Linked DNA regions of Mus musculus: regions 1 and 3 are each linked to region 2. The links are chromatin contacts, called in public Hi-C and HiChIP or PLAC-seq maps. All regions are on one chromosome and are shown on one strand. Each heading gives the region's core, a stretch centred on a gene start, on an enhancer-like site or on the middle of the called end of the contact. The rest is flanking DNA. Distances are from core to core; before and after follow the strand shown. Region 1 overlaps Gcnt2 (glucosaminyl (N-acetyl) transferase 2, I-branching enzyme). Region 2 overlaps Smim13 (small integral membrane protein 13). Region 3 overlaps Gm32184 (a long non-coding RNA gene).

The links. A called contact is a pair of places that touch in the nucleus more often than the background predicts. HiChIP or PLAC-seq counts read pairs in DNA pulled down with a chosen protein or histone mark.
Region 1: a contact with region 2 is called in an H3K27ac HiChIP or PLAC-seq map of microglia, with 5 times the contacts expected there. The contact joins two enhancer-like sites. A contact is called at or near these places in 1 of 484 Hi-C or Micro-C datasets (Th1 cells) and 4 of 115 datasets of contacts at active chromatin or transcription factors (embryonic stem cells, memory CD8 T cells, microglia and 1 more).
Region 3: a contact with region 2 is called in a Hi-C map of bone marrow-derived macrophages, with 19 read pairs. The contact joins two enhancer-like sites. A contact is called at or near these places in 7 of 39 promoter capture datasets (cranial neural crest, frontonasal cranial neural crest, hematopoietic stem and progenitor cells and 4 more), 5 of 484 Hi-C or Micro-C datasets (B cells, bone marrow-derived macrophages, cranial neural crest and 1 more), 20 of 115 datasets of contacts at active chromatin or transcription factors (the 230-238 cell line, bone marrow-derived macrophages, embryonic basal ganglia and 15 more) and 4 of 9 other capture datasets (adipose tissue, embryonic stem cells, liver and 1 more).

What each region holds. Positions count from the first base shown.
Region 1 is chr13:40,919,245-40,923,678 of GRCm38.p6, forward strand. The region is part of intron 1 of Gcnt2 (glucosaminyl (N-acetyl) transferase 2, I-branching enzyme); the gene reads left to right. Among named protein-coding and RNA genes, the nearest start is that of Gm31683, 3.7 kb to the left of the region's middle. Within about 2 kb of position 2,262, at least 118 of the 459 cell types and tissues checked have an H3K27ac peak or open chromatin away from gene starts, as enhancers often do. A contact at or near this core is called in microglia, where this site is marked.
Region 2 is chr13:41,261,449-41,265,682 of GRCm38.p6, forward strand. The region is part of intron 1 of Smim13 (small integral membrane protein 13); the gene reads left to right. Among named protein-coding and RNA genes, the nearest start is that of Smim13, 14 kb to the left of the region's middle. Within about 2 kb of position 2,088, at least 14 of the 459 cell types and tissues checked have an H3K27ac peak or open chromatin away from gene starts, as enhancers often do. A contact at or near this core is called in adipose tissue, bone marrow-derived macrophages and microglia, where this site is marked.
Region 3 is chr13:41,550,507-41,555,192 of GRCm38.p6, forward strand. All of the region lies in intron 2 of Gm32184 (a long non-coding RNA gene), which reads right to left. Among named protein-coding and RNA genes, the nearest start is that of Tmem170b, 53 kb to the right of the region's middle. Within about 2 kb of position 1,670, at least 33 of the 459 cell types and tissues checked have an H3K27ac peak or open chromatin away from gene starts, as enhancers often do. A contact at or near this core is called in adipose tissue and bone marrow-derived macrophages, where this site is marked.

The sequences.
Region 1 (4,434 bases), core at 1,012-3,511, 340 kb before region 2:
TAAGGACTGAAGCCCTCAAAGCTGGGAGATGGATTTAAAAAAAAAAAAAAGGCATTCTAGAACATATAAAATTAATTGTTGACCAGATTTCATGCAACATTGTGGGCGGGGCTGTTTTCTAGCACCCTGGAAATCTCTTTAGATGTTCACAAAGGCAGCGCTCTGATTCACTCTGGTACTCATGTCTCAGTTAATCTCTGTTGAACAAACCTAGCCCCAAGATTTTGTCGCCTAGAGGGGAGGGTAGCAGAGTAGAGATGGACACACAGGGGGTGCTTACAGCTGGAGACGTCCCAGTAGGATCCTCACCTTTCAGATTACCCTATTTATTTGGGGGGGGGGCGGGGTTTTAAGACAGGGTTTCTCTGTATAGCCCTGGCTATCCTGGAACTCACTTTGTAGACCAGGCTGGTCTCGAACTCAGAAATCCACCTGCCTCTGCCTCCCGAGTGCTGGGATTAAAGGGGTGCGCCACCACGCCCAGCTCCATCATTTCTTATTTGCAGTTCCTGTTTACAGCCTTGTGCTTCCGCTTCACCTCAGGGAAAGTCTTTTTGATGGTTTATGGTGATGTGGAAATGAGGCCAGGGTATGCAGTTGATAGTACAACACAAACAATAGCAGAGGCCACGAGCAGAACATTTCCATGTGTTCCAAACAGAAATTGGTCGGACTGGCTTTGTGGAGCTCCTTCCATGTATTGAACTCACATCACTAGGCTTCTGTTATCAGGCAGTGGGCACCTATATTTGCTGGGCTGCTTTCCAAAGTCTGCTTCCCATACGTTGCGAGGGCTACAATGGGAATGTCCCAGTGTACTGGTTTCCAGTATTGCACCGTGTGGCTTGTGGGTGTCAGTTGAAGGTAAGAATGGCCCTATGCTTGCCATTCTGGAATAGCTGCAGGTTCTTTCGGAGTGGCAGCCTTGTCTTTGGCTTGCCTTTGAGTGCTGTTGGAAGCTATCTTCATATCCGAAAGTGGACTCAAAGCAGTTAGACATATTTAGATCTCTGATAGTCCAGCATTTCTAATATCTGAACTAGAAGAGTAATCACAGAACTCGCCCGTGAGGCAGAAAGTGGACGGACCTGGTGGCTGGGAACAGATATATAGGCTGTCCCATGAGAGTTTCAGAGATGCCACCAAGATCACAAAGATGTCAGGTCACAAAGATTCCCAGGAGGGAATTCCAGGAGGAGGAGTAAGTGACATTCATTATGGTACCTTAGTAGCTCTGTTCCACCCATTTCTTTTTAAAAAAAAAACTGTATTGTGTGTCAGCTTATGATGATGTATGTATGGAGGCCCATGATGTATGTATGGAGATCAGAACATAGCTTTGTGGAGCTCGTTCCATGTATTGAACTCACTTCACTGGGCTTCAGTTATCAGGCAGTGGGCACCTATACTTGCTGGGCTGACCTGCCAGTCCGACCAATTTCTGTTTGGAACACATGGAAATATTCTGCTCGTGGCCTCTGGTATTGTTTTTGTTGTACAGTTTGTACAAGATGTTAGGTTTGTCTTCCTTATCTCCGCGTGCTTGAGAATGGAGCCTTGGTCCCAGGTTAAGCTGGAATCTGGCCCTAGACTGAAGTAGTCTGAAGTTTCGACTGTTTCTGTTACTGCAGGAAAAAGAAAGAATTAACTTTCTTCTTTGCTGCCTATCAGAAAGAAATCTTCTCCCAGAAAGGACAAAGGATTAGGGAAAATGAGGAGGATTGTGGAAGTAAGCTGTCTGACCTGGAAATGAGACTAACAAGGACGTGTGTGTGTGTGTGTGTGTGTGTGTGTGTGTGTGTGTGTGTTTGTATGTGTGTGTGTGTACATGTGTTGGAAGGCAGCAAGCATATAAGGCATTCTGTATGTGTGTGAAATAAGGTTAGCAAGGACGTGTGTGTGTGTGTCTGTGCGTATGTGTGTGTGTGTCTGTGCATGCATGTGTGTGTGTGTCTATGCATGTGTGTGTGTGTGTCTGTGCGTGTGTGTGTGTGTGTGTGTCAGAAGACTGCAAACACATGAAGCTTGTCAGGTGTCAGGGTCACTGTGTTAACTAGAGTCATAAGGTATCCTTTTTGGAATTAAATACCACCAGTCCCTACAGACTACTGTGCCAGCTTCCTTGTGTCCCCACCACTAACAGGCCTTCGTCTGGCTCCTCTTCTCTAAACCAGACAGTAGACATGGGGAATGTCTCATCAGTGGACATTCTCAGGGTCTGGGAGTGCAGCCAGCAACTGGGCCAAGACACTGTGCATTGCATAATCACTGTGACAATAAGAGAGATAGAGCATGTCCTTCTGTCATGTGTCACTTCCCCATCACTGTGGTGTGTGCCCTGACCTCATGCTTCACTCTTGCGAGAGAGACTTTGAGGATCAAGAGACAGGAGCCAAGCTGTCCAATTCCATACGAGATTCCTATTCCCTGTCTGTCTCTCTCACTCACGATCCACCCCTTATCTCTACGCCAGCCTCCACAGTGGACAAAATGCCATCAAACCGGTTATGATTCTGAAAGGAGATATTGGAAGCCAGGAAGTGGGTCTATCAGGAATTTCACAGGAAATGACTGACTTAAGCGGTAGCAGGTCACTGTCATCTAACCGCACAAAGCTGGCCCAGTCACCACTATCCACACAGTGAGCACTCATTAGGGAGAAGGATTTTTTGTTTTGTCTCTATGCATTTGTAGGATGCTTTCAGTAATAAATACAGAAACCTCTTCCTCTCTCTGTCCCCCCTCCCCCTCTCTCCTCCCTCTCCCCCCTCTACCTTTCCTCCCTCCCCCTCTCTCTCCCTCTCCCCCTTCCCCACCCCTCTGTTTTTATTTAGAGACGATTTTATTTAGTCCAAGATGGCCTGAGGACGACCTTGGAGTTTAGGTTCTTTTTCCTCCACCTCAGAGGCTGGGGCTGCAGGCTTCTGATTTTCTGCCTGCTTCAGGAGGTGCCAGGGCTTTGTGCATGTTGGAAAGGCACTCCGACCAACTGGACTACATCCTGGCTCCAGGAGATCTTTGTAAAGAGGAGAGAAAAGAAGGTGGCTCGAGGCCACCGCTCTCACCTAGCATGGCAAAGAAATCTTTACAAGTAATGAGTTCCCTTCCTTTATATCTCTTTGTCGGAGTGCTTGAGCCTCTGCGCCTGGCTTTAGTTCTCTTTTTCTACCCTCTGTGTTCCTGGGGGTGGGGGTGGGGTGGGGTGGGGTGGGGGAGGATGGGACAGAAGTTGTCAGTCTTGACTGGCAGCTAGTTCCTTCACCTGCCAAGCAGTCTCACTGGCCTGAGCTAGATTGACTCCATGTTTTCAGGCGTCAACAGTCTCTTCAGTTCTTCATTGTGCCAAAGCACTGTTCTATGAGCTGAGGATGCAGCCGGAAGTCAGAAGACTCAGCTCCGTAGTATTCACGTCTGCAGAGCTGACGGGTGAACAGTGTCTGTGGTTTTCTTATGAAGCTCGTGTCATTTCCCACCTCAGCCCCTCACACTGTTTGGCTTTGCTGCGGTTTTTTTTTTTTTTTTTTTTTTTTTGGTGCGGGAGGAAGCTTGGGGCTGGTTTGTTTGTTTGTTTGTTTGTTTTTCCTTTAATATCTGATTTTGATTTTTAAGATATTGGGCTCGAGAGATGGCTCCGTGGTTAAAAACACTGGCTGCATGTTCAAAGGTTAGTTTCCAGACCCCACATGGCGGCTCACAGCCATCCATTACTGCAGTTTCATGGGATCAGATGATCTCTTCCAGGGTGTAAATAGATGTACATATAGATAATATCCATATACATAAAATAAGTAAGTCTTTAAAATACATTTTTATAGTTGCCTTTAAGAAATAGGAGGGACTGGTTGTTAGCATTCTGTCAAAACTCCACCCCACGGTTACCCGGCAATAGCCAGGTAAGCCTGGCCCACTATAAGAGGGGCTGCTTGCCCCTCCTCTCTCTTTACCTCTTACTCTTGCTTCCCTCTTGCTTCTCTCTTCTACTCTTGGGCTCTTCCCTTTCCCCCTCCCTTTCCTATTCCCTTCCCCCCCCCCCCCTCTCTACGTGGTCATGGCTGACCTCTACTTCTCCACTCTCTCTTTCGGCATTTCTCTGCCTCTATTACGCTCTTAACTCCCCTCCCCATGCCCTGAATAAACTCTGTTCTATACTATACCGTCCTCAGGGTCCCTCAGGGTAAAGGGATGCCTTGGCATGGGCCCCCTGAGACACCCCCTTCCCCCACACCTCACCACACCCTCATAGATCATATCTTATATCTCTTTATCTTTTTATAAACACATCACTGGTAGTGTATCTCAGGGACCAGAGAACATGCTCATCATACGCAAAGCCTGCACTTCAACTCTCAGCACAAGAACTTAACTTAAAAAACACAAAGGAAAAACTATTCAAAGATTTGGCATTGTGAAGATTGTGTTCCGTCAGCTACAGAA
Region 2 (4,234 bases), core at 838-3,337:
TTGGTCAGGATGGATGATTGCTTTAATGTGTTCTTGGATTCGGTTAGCGAGAATTTTATTGAGGATTTTTGCATCGATATTCATAAGAGAAATTGGTCTGAAGTTCTCTATCTTTGTTGGATCTTTCTGTGGTTTAGGTATCAGAGTAATAGTGGCTTCATAAAATGAGTTGGGTAGAGTACTTTCTACTTCTATCTTGTGAAAAAGTTTGTGCAGAACTGGAATTAGATCTTCTTTGAAGGTCTGATAGAACTCTGCACTAAACCCGGAAGAGCGTCTTATATATAGCCCATACCCACAGTGACACCCCTGTTCCAACAGGACCACACCTTCTAATAGTGCCACTCCCTGGGCCGATCATATATAAACCATCACGTGGCACTTCCCTGTGCTTTGTCGCAGTGACAAGCTCACAAGATTTGAAGCTTTAGGGCTGATTCAAAACTCACGGTGACATAGGTTGTACGAGGTTGGTAAGAGGAGAGGAGTTGTATTAATCTAGGGTCACACGCTCTCTTCTTCCCAAGTTGACAAGGTTGTGTCTGCTAGTTCAGCCTGAGCACATTGATTTGCAAGTGTGTACTACCAGAACCCAGGCTACTGCTATGTCTGGTGTGGAACTCTTTATGCAAACAAGGCAAACCTCAAAACTCAAAGTGATCCACCTGCCTCTGCTTCCTGACTGCTGGGATTAGAGGAATACACTATCACATGAGCACATGTAAGGTTTAAAATGTCATCAACTGACTAGTGCTAGCATTAATGCTGAAGATTCCTACTGGATTATTTACTAACTACAGAATCCAGCCCAAACTGCTGGTGCCTTTTTACAGACACTGAACAATCCTGTCAGTCAAATAGACCTGAAACTACAAAATCCAGAATACACTATTCAAAACAGGCATGGATGACCATGCATACTTCTTTAAGGAGCACCATATCCCCTCACCTAATCCCCTTCCACAGGGCCACACTGGGGACTGTGTGGTAGTGTGTTCAATGAGTTTGATGATGCTTTTCCTGAAACAGTGCCTCGTCACACTTCTGCCACAAAACCCTAGAACTTGCTATACTTAAATCATTGTTTCAGCTAAGTTAGCTATAAAATGAGAGTCTTTCTTCCTGGCCCCAAGCTCCCAGAATAATGACTCTGAGACTTAAAATATATTTACAAACACCTTGGCCAGGTTCCCCAGTTAGATCATAACTTAATATTCCATTTATTCTAATCTTAGTTCTGCCAGGTGATTGGTTACTTCTACTCATTCCCCATCGTGCTTCTGTCTGCCTCCCATATTCCCACGTGAATCCGCTACCCCCATACCATTATTCAGTCTCCCTACCGGATGTCCCACCTTCTATTTTCTGCTTAAGCTTCTAGGCCAGTCAGTGTTTTATTGACAGGTGCTGCATCCATACAGCACATAAGAGAGATCTCTACAGTTAGATTGCTGGCTCTCTTTAATTGCTGTAGTTTGTGTTTACAATCCCAGAACTGGGGAGGCTGAGGCGGGAGGATCTCAAAGTTTGAGGCCAGTCTGGGCTACTGTAGCAAGACCCTGTCTTTTTTTTTTTTTTTTTTTTAAAGATTTATTTATTTTATTTTTGGTTTTTCGAGACAGGGTTTCTCTGTGTAGCCCTAGCTGTCCTGGAACTCACTCTGTAGACCAGGCTGGCCCCGAACTCAGAAATCAGCCTTCCTCTGCCTCCCAAGTGCTGGGATTAAAGGCGTGCGCCACCACGCCCAGCAAGACCCTGTCTTAAAAGGGGGTGGAAGGTGGCAACTAACCCCTGTGGCTTCAGATCTTTGCATGTAAGGCTGCTTTTCCAAGTTCTTACTCAAAAAGTTACTTTCCCATCCCCTGCTTCCTCTCCATTCTTTAGCTATTGGCCCAGATCTTAAGCATAACTTGCTCACACTCTGGGCGCCCCTCCTGCCCCTCCTGCCCCTCCTGCCCCTCCTGCCCCTCCTGCCCCTCCTGCCCCTCCTGCCCCGCCCAGTGCAGCTTTCTGCTGGCCTCCAGTGCTGAACCCTCTTCCTTGGACCCTAACCCAGAGCATGACTCTCTTCCCCTTTTTCTGTGTGCTTCCTCCCGGCAGTTGCTGAGATTTACAGCACACAGTAAGTCACCTTTCATTATCCCAGAACCCAGGGCCTCTGTTGCCAGCCTGTTTTTCTGCCTTACATTGCTTATCAGTCTAAGGGTGGAACAAAGCCCAAACCTACCTTTTAAAAAGCTGTGAAGAACTTAGTGAGCCTTGGTGTTTGATTACATGTAAATAGAATTTCTCTCTTTCCTTCCCTTTCTCTCCTTCCTGTTTTTCTTTCTAAATGAAAACTGGGACATGGTGCAATACTCGTTTTCATAGAACAAGAGTAAGCAAGAAGTTTGTTCTGTGTGTGTGTGAAGGATTTGGTGAGTGAGCTGTGCTTCTGCAAGCTAGCTCATATGCCGCAGTGTCTAAGGGGATAAATACTTTTCAGTACAAACAAAGTCATCTGGGTCTTAGTGTTGTGTTTTCTTCTTGCATCCTCCTGTTCCCTCAATACACAAAACACACCTTGGAGATTTTCCTAGAACCCAGAGTCCAGACTAGGCCATTCTACTCTGAGGCTAAGTTGACATTGGGAATCTCATTGGGCATTGATGTCCTTTGTGTCTATGGTGGCTCTTGTGTTACAACCCACACACCTTATACATACCCTTGTCCCATTTAGTGTGTTTGTATATGTAATAGTATCTGAAGGGTGAAACTTTACATGCAGAGTGTACAGGAGTGTGAGCTCTCAACATATTCTGATTAAACAGTCCTAACGAGCAGACACAGCACAGCTTGAACTAGAGCATAATCAGTCTACCTAATCCATTTTCTGCTGTTACAGTAAAATCCCACACACTAGGTAAATCATGAATGATAGTTGTTTATTGAATGAATAGTTGTGGAGGACTGTGGTCTTAATACCTAGCAAGAGCCTTTTCTGTGCCATTATGGGATGGAAGGGCAAGCGCAGGGAGAGACAGACTTAAATCTCTCCATGTATTCCTTCTGGGCTCAATAACTCATTTCTTAGTATGTCATAATTCTTTTTATTGTTAAGATGTCACAAACATATACATGAGTTTTGGAGGGGACATTTAAACAGCTCTGGCCATTATATCACATATTACATCCACAGGCTTCCTATAACATCACCTAACTCTTTGGGGGTATTTGGGGAAATTTTTTTTTTTAATTGAGGTGTTAGATATTGAAATTAGGACCTTATGCATGCTAGACCGTGGACTATAGCCTCCAGTTCTGGGCAGGTTTATAGTCTTCTGTTTTAGGTGAGGTTTCTATTACTGTGATAAAACACTGTGACCAAAAGCAACTTGTCGGGGCGGAGGTTTATTTTAGCTTACAGCTGTAGTTGTCATCTGGGGAAGTCAGGGCAGAGACCTGGAAGCAGGAGCTGATGCAGAGGCCATGGAGGAGTGCTGTTTACTGGTTTGCTCCCATGGCTTGCCCAGCTGCTTTCTTAGATAATCCAGGACTCCCAACTCAAGGATGGCACTGCCCACGAAGAGTGGGCTCTTCCATATCAATTATCAATCAAGATAATGTACCATAGGCTTGCCCATAGGTCTGGTGGTAACTTTTCTCAGCTGAGGTCCCTTCTTCCTAAATAACTTTAGCTTGTGTCTAGAACTACCAGCATATCTTCCGTATGTAGTCATCATGTCTACATTAATACTAATGTGCCTCTTTGGAAATGGAGTCTTCTGAGGCAGTTCCTTGTCATTTCTTCCCTGTAAGCACTCAACTGTGTATCCCCCTTTATCCTTTTCTTTGGCCAGACGGATTGAGTCACATCTTGACATCCATTTCTATGCTTTCCAAACTTGTATGCACATTAGAGTACTCTATGGAGCTTCAAAAAAAGTAATAGCTAGGCATGGTGACACACACTTTAATCTCAGCTCTGGAGGCAGAGGCAGGTGGATCTCTGAGTTTGACGGTAGCCTGGTCTATATGACAGGTGGTGCTACATATTGTGACCCTGTCTTAAAAACCAAACAAAAAAATGAATAAGCACAGTTGCAAGTGTAGAATCCAAAATAAATTCAAGACCACCCAGCCCCTTCCCCCTTTGCAGGGACTTTCAGAAACATAGTGGTCAAAATGTCTAAGTCTACAGCTGCCAAAACAAAATGAACTGTTCTCAGAAAAATAACCATAACAAGATTAGCAG
Region 3 (4,686 bases), core at 420-2,919, 290 kb after region 2:
AGGGCAATTCTTACATGCACAAACCTTCTTAAGTGAGAACAGTTTCGTTGCTGCTGTTGCCTGCTGACAGCAAATACAAGGTTCATTAAAAGAAAATAGAAGGTTTTCTCGTGTATTTTCATATAACACACTCACTTGGGTTAGGCTCTCTCAACTTCCTCATGTCCCTGCCTCCACTGTCTTGTCAATTTCCAGCTTTGGGGTGTGGCCTCAGACCGACAGCTCTCCGGGCTTCCAGGATTTTTGCTTTGGTTTGAGCTGAGCTTGCATCTTTGCTCCTCTTGCTTGGGTTTCCAGCTTCTTGAAATGAGTGAGTACTTAATTCCCCTGGCTCTTCAGCCTGTCGACATGGGCTATAAGAATACTCAGCTCTGATCATATAAGTCAGTCTAATAATTTCTCTCACACTCATGAAATCCTCTCTCTCTCTCTCTCTCTCTCTCTCTCTCTCTCTCTCTCTCTCTGTCCCTCTCTCTCTCATGCATACATACACACTCCTACAGTCACACACACACAGCAATTGCCATGTGATTTCACTGAAGTACAGGTCTGCCTTCCCAGTCAGGATATGAAACGACAGCAGCAAATATTTCTGATGCGTTTCATTCCTCTTCTCACATCACTGCTGTACCTGGCTCTGTGACTCCATTCACTCCCGTTCACTATCGAATGAAAGCTATGGGGTGGAGTGAGACTAGAACTCACTGAAGAGTGGCAGAGATGGTCTAGAAGACGGCAGAGCCGAAAACTCAGGCTTGGGTAAAGAGTGTAGGAGAAAGATCGACAACCCAGCTCCGGGTAGACTATAGTAAAGGGGTGTGAGAGACTGGAGACCCCTCCACAGCACACAGAGTGCAGAGAGAGTCAGAGAGCTAACGCAGAGTCACAGAAAGTCAGTCAGGTCCCTAGAGCACTTCCAAAGGGGTAGTCAGCCAATGGGCCCAAATCAGCCAGTCACTTCTTCACTAAATTGCTTTCCATCTGGTTATTTTATTTTCACTACAGAAAAATAGCAAGTATAACAGGCATGCACCACCACCATCCCTGGCTTAGAACAAAAACAAAGACCAAAGACACCCATAAACAATAACTTTTTAAATGTGGTTATCTCCATCCAGTATAAACAGTAAGTGTGATGTTTAAGAGTCACATAAATAACAACCTCACTCCAACGTCCTGACTCTTAAATGGGTGGCAGGATCCTGGACACTTATTAAATCATTAAAGTTCAGTTAAGAGGCTAGGTTAGTTCAGCGGTTGGAATGTTTGCCGCTCCCACAGAGGACCTGAGTTTGGTCAACATCCACAGGCTCCTAACTGTGTTTGCAGCTCCAGGGGGTCTGACTCCCTCTCCTAACTTCTGAGGGAATCCTCACACACATGTGTGCGCGTGCTCAGAGAAGCTGGGCAGCCTTCAGGAATTGCATGTGGTCATCTCTGTGGGTGTGCGGGGATGGTGTCAGAGAGAAATGCGGTGGGAAAAATAGACGCAGGGCCAATTACAAATCGCCAAATGGTATGTAAGAAATGAGGATTTCGGTGCAGTCAGTGGAAAATTGTGAACAGTTTTTAAACAAGGAAGTGATGTTTTAAACAATAGAGATTATGAAACAGCATGAGAGGGGGGAGCATCATAAAAAGAAACTGGAAGACAGTCGGCTCATCAGCAAGCTGTGTAAGGGCCCGACAGGCAAGGTAGCTCCGAGAGCTGTACACGTAATCTCAGCACGGGGAGGCCAAGGAAAGATTGTGAGATGGGGCCAGCCTAAGCTACACAGGTAGACCCTTTCTCTAAAAATGAAGAGAAGAAAGGGAGTGGGAGAGAGACAGAGACAGACAGTGACAGAGAGCAAGAGAGAGCGAGAGAGACAGAGACAGAGAAGTGGAGGTCTCGTTGTATAACATGGTGGTGAAAATGATTGGAGGACTCAGAGGTAATTTTGCAGGAAGTAACTGCACTGTAGAGGAAGAAAATGACGGCCTGCTTCTTTTTCTTCCAGCGTGATCAAAGCTAAGGTATTGAGTTAGAGAAGTGCAGGGGATAAGAGGAGACTGGGGTATAGGCAAGAAGTCTGGGGTAAAATAAAGGCCCCTGATGTTTCCAGTAAGTGGGGAGAACTCAAGAGCAGACAGAAAAGGAGAAACCCCTTTAAGAAGGTGGTCGATGCAGGGATGGGGGAAGTCAGGAAACACAGGCTGGACGGTCACAGGAGAATCCCTAAGACTGTGGAACCAATGGCTTATGGAGTGACATGGTGGCTTCTTCCTCTTCCTCTTTCCTCCTCCTCCTCCTCCTCCTCCTCTACTTCCTTCTCCCCCCTTCTCCTCTCCCCTTTCTCCTCTTCCTCTTCAGAATTCACGTGGTAGAACAGAGCCTAAGGGTGGCAAAGGCAGTCAAGACGGAACTGGAACGAGCTGGTTCCCAAAGGAAGGCGAAGGATGGACACAGAGCTGAGTGATCAAGGAAGGGTACAACTCTCAAAAAAACAAAACAAAACAAAAACTAAGAAAAGAAAAAAATACTAAAATATACAAAAGTGAATCCAATTGGGACTCTTAAGAAACCTGCTAGAGTTTCTTCCTCAAATTAGCCATTGTTTTGTTGTTTTGTTTGTGTGTGTGTTTGTTGGTTTAATTCTTTCATCTCACATTCAACCTTGGAAAAAGAGTTTCATTTTTAGGAGGTATATGGCTCCTCGGGAGTCCTCGTGCTGTGCTCGCGAGTAAGACAGGGAGCCTTTTCTGAGATAGAATGAAAGCTGTTGTGACTATGTAGACACAGCTGGGTGTGTTCCAGAGTACTGGATCAGGCACTCAATCCAGAGGATCGCATGTTCCAACTAAACTAGGCTACTTAGTAGACATGGTAAAAGCACTGTTTCTAGGTGTTCATCAGAGTAGATGATTTCCACAGTCATGGGGAGGGAACTTAGGAAACTCATCCTCAGAGACTCTGAAAAACCAAGCTAACCGTATGGGTCACCTTGCTTGCCTGTCACTTCTAAAACAAGATGTTTGAATGTTCTTCGTGGTCCAGAGCTTTTCTGGATCTCCTAAGTGGAAACGATGGCGCCTCCTGGCTTTTCCCTGCCCACATCTCCACTGAATTTACCTGTAAACCTTGCTCTGCCTGCATCCTGGATCTGTTTCCTCCCATCCCTCCCTGACACAAAAGCAATTTGGGAAAGAGAGGCTGTGCCCCCCCCCCCCCTCACAGTTTGAAAATAAAGCCTATCACAGTGGCAGGAGGCATGGCAGCAGGCCTGTGAGGTAGCTGTTCGCATTGTATCCACATTCTGGAAGCAGAGAAAGATGAATGCTGAACTCTCTGCTCAATTTCTTTTAGTGTCAGGTAGGGCGTCAGCCTCTGGGACAGTGCTCCACAAGTTCAGGCTGGGGCTTCTCTTGTCAGTTACATCTCTCTGGCAACGTTCTCAGAGACAGGCCTGAGTAATCCAAACCCAGCCAAACTGACAATAAGGATGCTCCTTCACTAAGTCATCCAGGGTAGAGTTGATGTCTTTTTAATCTGTACATTTCAAGATTTAGCACCATAGGAGCATCAGTAAACTCCTAATAAGAAACATCAAAAGATGAAGGAACCAGATTGTCTTCTGAGAGCGTGAGGGAGAAGAAGTTTTGAAATGGGGAAGGGAACAGCCAGCTGCCTCAGAACTGTAAACACACTCTTGGAGAGAAAGCTACTGTGCAGGAGATGGGTGTTTTATCATGTTGGTTGATGAGCACTGGCTGCAGCCTGGTAGCTGATAGAGACCTGGCCCTATATAAAAGAAAGGAGCAAAATGAAGGTTTTCAGAGATCTTAGATAGACACCAAACAAGTCTCCCAAGACCTCCTTCTGTCCCAGAAGCTAGTGACAGAAGAGTCTGGAAGTCAGGGTACCTTCGGCCCCACCTCAGCCTAAGAGCCATTTTTTTCAGTGTCAAAGAATGTGACACATGTGTTGTGTCTGCTTCCCAGCCTCCTGGCATGGGAACAATCAAAAAAAAAAAAAAATCCCCTCTGCTGAGCAAAGGCCACGGTCCAAGATTTCAGGTAAGGAAGAGGTCAGAGGCACTATTCTGAGGATGCCAGTTGGCTCTGGGGTCTCAAGCAATGTCTCGTTCCCTGGGCCAAGTCTCCTGTTTTGTAACAGTTTAGTCGAGGCTTTTACTGGAGGAGACAGGCATGAAATGAATTTTCCAGAGAAGTTTCCGAATTGGGGGAAAGTTCACAGCTCTGAGGCCTCCATGGATAATGAGACCGGACGGCAAGCTTCTGGGTTTGTTTGTTTGTTTGTTCGTTTTTAGAAACAGTTTGCCAGTCTCTAAACCCCAAATCTAACACCCGAGCCTGACTTTCCAGTCCCGGTGCATCTTTGCTCTCTAACCCCAGTGTGACAAGTGCTTCCAAACGGCCCAGGTAGATTCTTCTAGCCCCCCTCTGTACCAGGATGTCCTTCAAGGCCCTCGGCTGGCTGCCTCTGCTCCTACGCTTGGTCCTGTGGCCTCTCAGTGAACTCGGCTTGCTCTTACAATGTTCTAATGCCGTTTGTGGCTGAACATGTCCAAGGAACGAAAATTCAGAATACATGGTTTATCAGAACCACTGTTTTCTCAATTATGCTACTCAAGACAATGATGCACTAGACACGGGCAAGGTACTTAAGCAAATTGCTTTCTCTCA